Linked DNA regions of Sus scrofa: region 2 is linked to region 1. The links are chromatin contacts, called in public Hi-C maps. All regions are on one chromosome and are shown on one strand. The core of a region is the stretch at or near the end of the contact, and the rest is flanking DNA. Distances in the headings are between cores, read along the strand shown. Region 1 holds the start of LOC100154415 (zinc finger protein 268). Region 2 holds the start of CHFR (E3 ubiquitin-protein ligase CHFR).

Region 1 (4,001 bases), core at 895-3,394:
GCCACTCCCACATATGGAAGTTCCCAGGCTAGGGGTCCAATTGGAGCCATTGCCACCAGCCTATGCCAGAGCCACAGCAACACGGGATCCGAGCCACATCTGCAACCTACACCACAGCTCATAGCAACGCCGGATCCTTAACCCACTGAGCAAGGCCAGAGATCAAACCCTCAACCTCATGGTTCCTAGTCAGATTCGTTAGCCACTGAGCCATGACAGGAACTCCTACTTAGGATTTATTTGAAATTTATTGTGAGACAGCCATCTATTTCCTACTATTGTATAGCTATCGCATTGTTTCTCCACAATTTATTGAAAAGTTTGCCTTTTTCCTTTTTTTTTTTTTTTTTTTTTGGTCTTTTCTAGGGCCGTACCTATGGCATATGCAAGTTCCTAGGCTAGGGGTCTAATCAGAGCTGTAGCTGCTGGCCTATGCCAGAGCCACAGCAACTCAAGATCCAAGCCACGTCTGCGACCTACACCACAGCTCATGGCAACACTGGATCCTTAACCCACTGAGTGAAGCCAGGGATTTAACCCAAAACCTCTTGGTTCCTAATTGGATTCGTTAACCACTGAGCCATGACGGGAACTCCAGAAAAGTTTGCCTTTTTCACAATATTTTCCTCCAACATTTTACTATGAAAAATTTCAAACTTACAAATAAGTTGAAAGAATTGTACAGTGAGTACTAGCACTCCAAACTTAAGATGTTACTTATTGTGTTGAATTTGCACTGATAATGTGGGCATTCAGCATGCCAAAGTGTATTTATCAGAAGCCACATTCAAAGTTAAAAATGAAGAAAAGGACCATTTTCAATTCCAGATGTCCTTGAGGGCACAATGAAAAATACTTTTTATTATATCTCAACTCTTGGGTCCATGTCTTTTTAATACCTATGCAGCAAATATCACACTACATACTGTTCTGCCCACTTGCGTGATTATTTGAGCTGGGAGCTGAACTGTGCATGAAAGAAGGAATGAATGATAAGACAATCTGGAGGCAGGGCAGACGTTTTCTAGAAATCAACCAAGTGCCACTTCAGGGGAAACAGATGAGGGTGTATTTTGCCAATATAAAATTAATTTTCAAGAGAAAAAAGAATTTTGGACATTTTGTATCTGCCAGTGTGAACTTCACAGATTCCCAATACTTAAGATCAATGATGATATTAGTGAATACAAGTTTTCATACTGTATAATGAAAGAAGTCAACGTTCGAAGATCTGCAGTAGTCAGTGAACTAATATTTTCCAAATGACCATCGCAGGATGCTACAAAATCATTGATAATTGGAGTTCCCATAGCGGCTCAGCAGAAACTAATCTGACTAGTATCCATGAGGACACAGTTTTGATCTCTGGCCTTGCTTAGTGGGTTAAGAATCCGGTGTTGCCCACTGGTAGACCTGGCTGGGATTTGGTGTTGCTGTGGCTGTGGCATAGGCCAGCAGCTACAGCTCGGATTAGACCCCTAGTCTGTGAACTCCATATGCCACTGGTATGGCCCTAAAAAAAAAAAAAGCATTCATAATAAATCCATCTATTTAAAGTGCAAGATTGACCAATGGATTTTAACAGAGTACAAAAAATTCACCTGTATGGTTTCAGATTGTATACTGCAACTGAACTACTTGTTCACCTTTATCTAAGGAGAATACGCACAATTATCTATCTATATTAAAATATTCTGTTTCTAATTACATTCCTATGTGAGGCCAGATTTTTTTAACATACTTCCACAAAACCAACATATTCAATATATTGAATGCAGAAGCACATGGGAGAATCCAGCTGTTTTATATTAAGCCAGACATTTAAAAGATTCTTCCACCCCAAGGAAAAAAAGGAAAACAATGCCACTCTTAATTTTTCTGGTAAATAAATTTAATTTTCATAAAAACATCATTTTTCTCAAATCTTTGCGTTATAAAGTGTAAATTAAGGTTTTTGCCAGGCGGAAAAGAAAGAGTCATATAACGCTTTAACTCAATATACACTCCTCCCGTCTTTATGTTATTAATGTCATTATTTTAACTCTCCGCATATTTAAAGCCGGTCTGCCAACACAGCAATACGCCCGCAGATGCTTCTGAGAGCCGTAGTTCGCCCCGCCCCTTGGTCGCGCTGACGTATTTCCTGTGCGTCCCTAGCGGCCGGCTTTGGCTCAGCACGGATCAGGAACGCCTTGTTCAGCAGACGGCGGCCTCTGACCGTCGCGGTGACTTGAGCTGGAGCCTGCTGACCTCGTCTGCCGTCAGGGCAGGGGTGGAAGCACTGGAGCGGGAGCCTCAGAGTCACGGGCGAGGACCAAGTAGACCTGACCGCCGGGGAGATCGGCTGCGGAGCTCGTCCTCCACGCAGCCTAGCGCTGCCCCGCCCCCCCAGGGGTTGGGGTCCCTTCAAGTTTTGAGGCGGCGGGACAGTACTAGTCTGGCCTGCCTTGCAGCCCTAGCTCGATCGCGTGCGTGTTTGGTGGGCGGACGTGCGGAACCCCTAGCCTATGAGGGAAGCAGGCTCCGCTGTGGGGAGGGCAGGTGCAGGGTCTCGGGGGGCCTTGTGGGCGTGGAAGCGGCAGGGAGTCCGTTTCCCTCATGGTTCTTTTCTCCCACAGCCCTTGGGTCCCGCCATCACCCGCAGGGCGCACAGAACCGGCCAGAATTGGCCGTGGGGATGGCCGCCAGGGTCCGGACAGCTGCCATCTGGGTGAGTAGGGGGTTTTCTCCCGTTTTTAAAAATCTCCCTGAACGCCGACCTGTGCTCATTACGTTTCTTTCAGGGTCGGTCGAACGGAGCTTCCTAGCCACATGGCCTCCTTTAGATGATGTTAGGCCGTCCAGAAGTCCTTCTTGTCATCAGACTGTTAATTTACTCCTTCCTGTAGTCTCTTTTCTGCCAGTTTTGATCTTGAACCTTGAGTTAAACAAGAGGTTAATCATCCATCTTCCAATTTCTTCAACACTTATGTTTTTCTTTTTTTCTTTGTGTCTAAGATCTTTGGCTTCACTTGTTTATTCACTTATTCTACAGTTTTGTTTGTTGTCTTTTGTTTGCTGGACCCTAGGGCAGGTGTGAAGGATGCAAAGATAAATTGTTCCTTCCTTGGAAGAGCAATGGTCTGGTGCGGAGGGTAGGCAAGGAAATAAATGTATAAGTACAGTGATAAGTGGGTGGTGGGGTCCTATGAGAGCTGTGCAAGTGTGTGGGGACACTCAGCGCAGTGTCAGCTTTGGAAGTAAGGACACCCCAAGAAATGCTTTAGAGATGAATAAGAGAGTCTTAAACTGATATTTGAAAGGTGAATGAGGTGAACAAGGGACTGAAGGTCAGCTTAGGAAAAGGAGGTAACAGGCAGATTTACGAGGTTTGAAGTGATCTAGTCTGTTGGTGAACTTTTAACACTTTACAGTTGCTGAAATGTGTGTGGGGATTGTGGGTGATGGTGGTGGTGGAGGGTGTTTTAAGAAATGAGGCCAGGGCCATAGGCAGAGGCCAGATCTACATGGCTTTGAGGATCACATTAAAAACTTGGATTTTGGAGTTCCGGTGGTGGCTCAGCAGTTAACAAACCTGACTAGTATCTGTGAGGATGCAGGGTTTGATCCCTGGCACCATTCAGTGGGTTATGGATCTGGCGTAACATCTATTTTGGTCCCCTCAGATTCCACCTGGGAGGTGTCCTCCTGTGGGGGGTGCACCCTTCCTGGGGACTTGGGAGATGTGCGGTGTGTGGCTCGTTGCAGGGCACTGCCCTCTTTGGTCAGGTCACATTGCCCAGCTCCTGAGGTTGGTAAGGAAACCAACCCCTGGGGCTGTTTGTGTACGTCTCTGGGCTTTTTTTTTTTTTTGACTATCCTGGGAGGCCGATTTTGTTTTTCATTGGGAGATTTTAAAAACTCCACTGCCAGTGTCCTGCTCTCAGTGTTTAACACCAAAATGTAAGACTCAGTGGGCGGTAAGTGAACTGTTCATCTCAGTGCTTAATACCAACAAGTAA
Region 2 (3,615 bases), core at 573-3,072, 270 kb after region 1:
CTACGCCACAGCCACAGCCACGCCAGATCTGAGCTGCATCTGCAACCTACAATACAGCTCATGGCAATGCCAGATCTGTAACCCACTGAGTGAGGCCAGGTATTGAACCCGCATCCTCATGGATACTAGTTGGGTTCGTTACTGCTGAGCCATGAGCGGAACTCCTTGGCTATGTTCTTGAGTATAGCATTTCCATTTGAACTAAAGGCCTGATTAGCCAGGCACATAGTGTCTCCAACACCGAGTCCAATAAGGTACTGTGATTTGCTTCTTTTCTATCCAAACTAAATTTCTTTGAAGAAATTTTATTTATTTATTTACTTTTGGCCATGCCCCACAGCATGCAGAAGTTCCTGGGCCAGGGATGGAACCCACGCCACAGCTGTAACCAAAGCCTCAGCAGTGACAACACCAGATCCTTCATCTGCTGAGCCATGAGATAACTCTGAGAAATTTTAAATTCTGGTCTTTCCTATGACCTGAATCTGAGACCAGGAGAGATGTACTTTCTTCTTCTTTTTATGGCTGCACCTGTGACATGTGGAAGTTCCCAGGCTAGGGGTCAAATTGGAAACACAGCTGCAGGCCTATGCCACAGTCATGACAACACCAGATCCAAGCCACGTCTGCGACCTTCACCCCAGCTTGTGGCAAAGCCAGATCCTTAACCCAGTGAGGGGGGCCAAGGATCAAACCCACACCCTCCCACGGTGTTGGATCCTGAATGTGCTGAGCCACAATGGGAACTCAAGGAGAGATGCACTTTATGACAAAGTTGACATGGAGTTCCTGGTGTGGCTCAGCAGGTTACAAACCCTTCTAGTAGTATCCATGAGGATGTAGATTCCATCCCTGGCCTCATTCACTGGGTTAAGGATCTGGAGTTGCTATGAGCTGTGGTGTAGGTTGGCTTGGATCCCCCATTACTGTGGCTGTGGCTGTAGCATAGGCCAGCAGCTGTAGTTCCGATTCGACCCCTAGCCTGGGAAATTCCATATGCCACGGGTGCAGCCCTAAAAAGCAAAAACAAACAACAACAAAAATCACCAAATGATGCAGTTTAAATTACACAAAGGAATATACAGTGAAAGATGTCTCCCTCGCTCCTTTGGGTGCCTTCTTCCACTTCGGAGGTCTCCGTCCGATATCGTCTGGTTCCTCTCAACCGCGCAGTCATGGACCGCACAGTCCATGACTCGGCTCCTGGCCCACCCGCACCAAGTCTTCGCCCACCGTTCACTTTCAGGCGTCCAGCACTGATGATCCTAGTGCAGCCTTTTTTGGAACACACACCTTATTTCTGCTAGATTCCAAAAGGCGGAATCGCTGAGTCAAAGGAAACGTGCGTTTGAAATGAAAAGACTATGTGTGCACCGCTGCCCTCCAAGAAGCGGTCCAATTTATACTCTTACGACTGGCAACGGAGATGCTTGCACTCTCCAGAGCCCTCCCAGGACACTAGCAACATTCTGATCGCGGAGAAAGAGACATCCGAAAGTTTCTACCTGCACTTATCTCGTCGTTTGTCACATATCTATAAGCCATCTGCCCTTCCAACGCGGCTTTGAGAATTTGCTTCGGTGCCCAATACCCAAGTTACTCAGTCCCTTTTGCCCGGACTTATCATGGCGTCGACGGCAGCTACTTCCGAGATCCTCGGAGATCTAGAGGTCTCGGCCAGCATCAAAGATGTCGTCCCGGCCCCATCCTCCGGTCTGCGCACGCTCGGCTCACCTCCCCACGTCCACTCTAGATGGCCACCGCCCCTGTTCCGCTCTAGCCGCCAGGCTCGGTGGTCGCCACCGCCCGCCAATCGTAGGGCGCGGACGCCGCTGGCCCCGCCCCGCGGATCAGCTGAGGGATCAGCGATGTCTGTTGACAGCAGCGGCGGCGGCGCGGCCGGTTCCGGGTTCCGCGCGGGGCGGGGGGTAAGCGGGCTGCTGGCGCGGGCGGGACGCGGGGGAGGCCGGCGGCGCGGCCCGCAGCAGCGTGGCGGGGGCGCCGAGGCCCGGGCAGCTGCGGGAGAAGCGGCGGCCCCAGCCCCCGCCTTTGCGGCCAGAGTCTCACCCGACGTTTCCGGGGCTCGTCAGATGTGAATCCGATGGAGCGGCCCGGGGAAGGAGAGCAGCTGCCGCAGCAGCAGCCGTGGGGGAGGCTCCTCCGCCTGGGCGCCGAGGAGGGCGAGCCGCACGTCCTCCTGAGAAAGCGGGAGTGGACCATCGGGCGGAGAAAAGGTACGGGGCGGAGGTGGGATGGGAGACATGGGACGGACTGAGGACGAGTCCGGGATGGGGGCGGTGGACGGAGGCCGAGTGCTGGGGGACCCGAGCAGGGGCCAGGGCGGAGATCTGGGGCCCGAGGACGAGAGCTGGGCAGGACGGGACCCACCGCGCTGTGGGAGGCCCCTGGGCGGGGCGCTCTGAGCTTTCCAGTTTTTCCAGTGTAGTGGGCTCTCCTGTAATAGCTACCATTTATTCACTTATTGCTCTGCCCAGTCACTTCTGAGTGCTTCGTACAGATTCTTTAATCCTCGTTACAGCTATATGAAGTGGTACATTAATTTATTACGTAGAAGTCAGTGTTTTCAAGTTCATTACCACCCAACGCGTCTTCTCAGACCTTAACGGAAAAGAAATCAATAGCAGAAGGAACACTGGAAAACCCACCGATATGTGCAAAATTAAATAACACCCTTAAACAGCCATTGGGTCAAAGAAATCAAAAGGGAAATTAGACAATACTTTGAGATAAATAAAATATAACATACCAAAACTTGGGGGTTGCAGGTAAGCAGTGCTCAAGGGAAATTTATAGGTGTAGGCAGCTACATTCAAAAAAAGATCTGGGAGTTTCAGTCGTGGCTCAGCAGTACCGAACCCAACTGGTATCCGAGAGGATGCAGGTTGGATACCTGGCCTCTCTCAGTGGGTTAGGGATCCGGGGTTGCCATGAGCTGTGGCATAGGTCTCAGACGGGGCTTGGATCCCGTGTTGCCCTGGGTGTGGTGTAGACCTGTAGCTACAGCTCCTATTAGACCCCTAGCCTGGGAACTTTCATTTGCCACACTTGAGGCTAAAAAAGAAGGAAAAAAAAGGATCTTGGAGTTCCTGCTTGGCGCAGTGGGCTCTGTGGTGTCTTAGGAGCTCACTGGGTCACAGGTTCGATCCCCTGTCTGGCACAGTGGGTTAAGGATCGGGTGTTGCTGCAGCTTTGGCTTAGATCTGACTGCTACTCGGATCTGCCCCTTGCCAAGAACTCTATATGCCACGCCCAGCTCTTAGAGTAGAGCTGCTTAAATACTTGTTGATTTAAAGAACAAAGGAAGCTAAGAAGTTGAAGAAAAGTCATACAACTAGTGAGAGAAAGTGCCCTCACCCTCCAAGCTTACTGCCTCTGGACTAGAGGGGACCATCTGCTAAGTTTCCTTGTAGCTTTTCTCCTGGGAGAGAGGGGCACTGATCGGGTCAACAGAAATATTTAGTTTGTCAATAATTTATCATTCTGACTTTATACTTTTAAATGGGAGAATGAGAAAGATTACTGTTTCATATTACCCATTGTGATGTACTTGCGTGTCTTTATCGCTTGGGTTTTTTTGGAAGGCAGTCTTAAATA

The links. Hi-C and Micro-C count contacts between places; a contact is called where the count stands out from the background.
Region 2: a Hi-C map of liver shows a contact between it and region 1, with 4 times the contacts expected there. The contact joins the promoter of CHFR here to the promoter of LOC100154415 in region 1. A contact is called at or near these places in 5 of 47 Hi-C or Micro-C datasets (embryonic fibroblasts, heart right ventricle, liver and 1 more) and 1 of 2 datasets of contacts at active chromatin or transcription factors (alveolar macrophages).

The regions. Positions count from the first base shown.
Region 1 is chr14:22,377,464-22,381,464 of Sscrofa11.1, forward strand. It overlaps LOC100154415 (zinc finger protein 268), which reads left to right and starts at 2,145. Exons shown (of 6, transcript XM_021072884.1): 1 at 2,145-2,710.
Region 2 is chr14:22,652,640-22,656,254 of Sscrofa11.1, forward strand. CHFR (E3 ubiquitin-protein ligase CHFR) reads left to right here and starts at 1,823. Exons shown (of 17, transcript XM_001928455.6): 1 at 1,823-1,928; 2 at 2,091-2,234. The coding sequence starts at 2,102.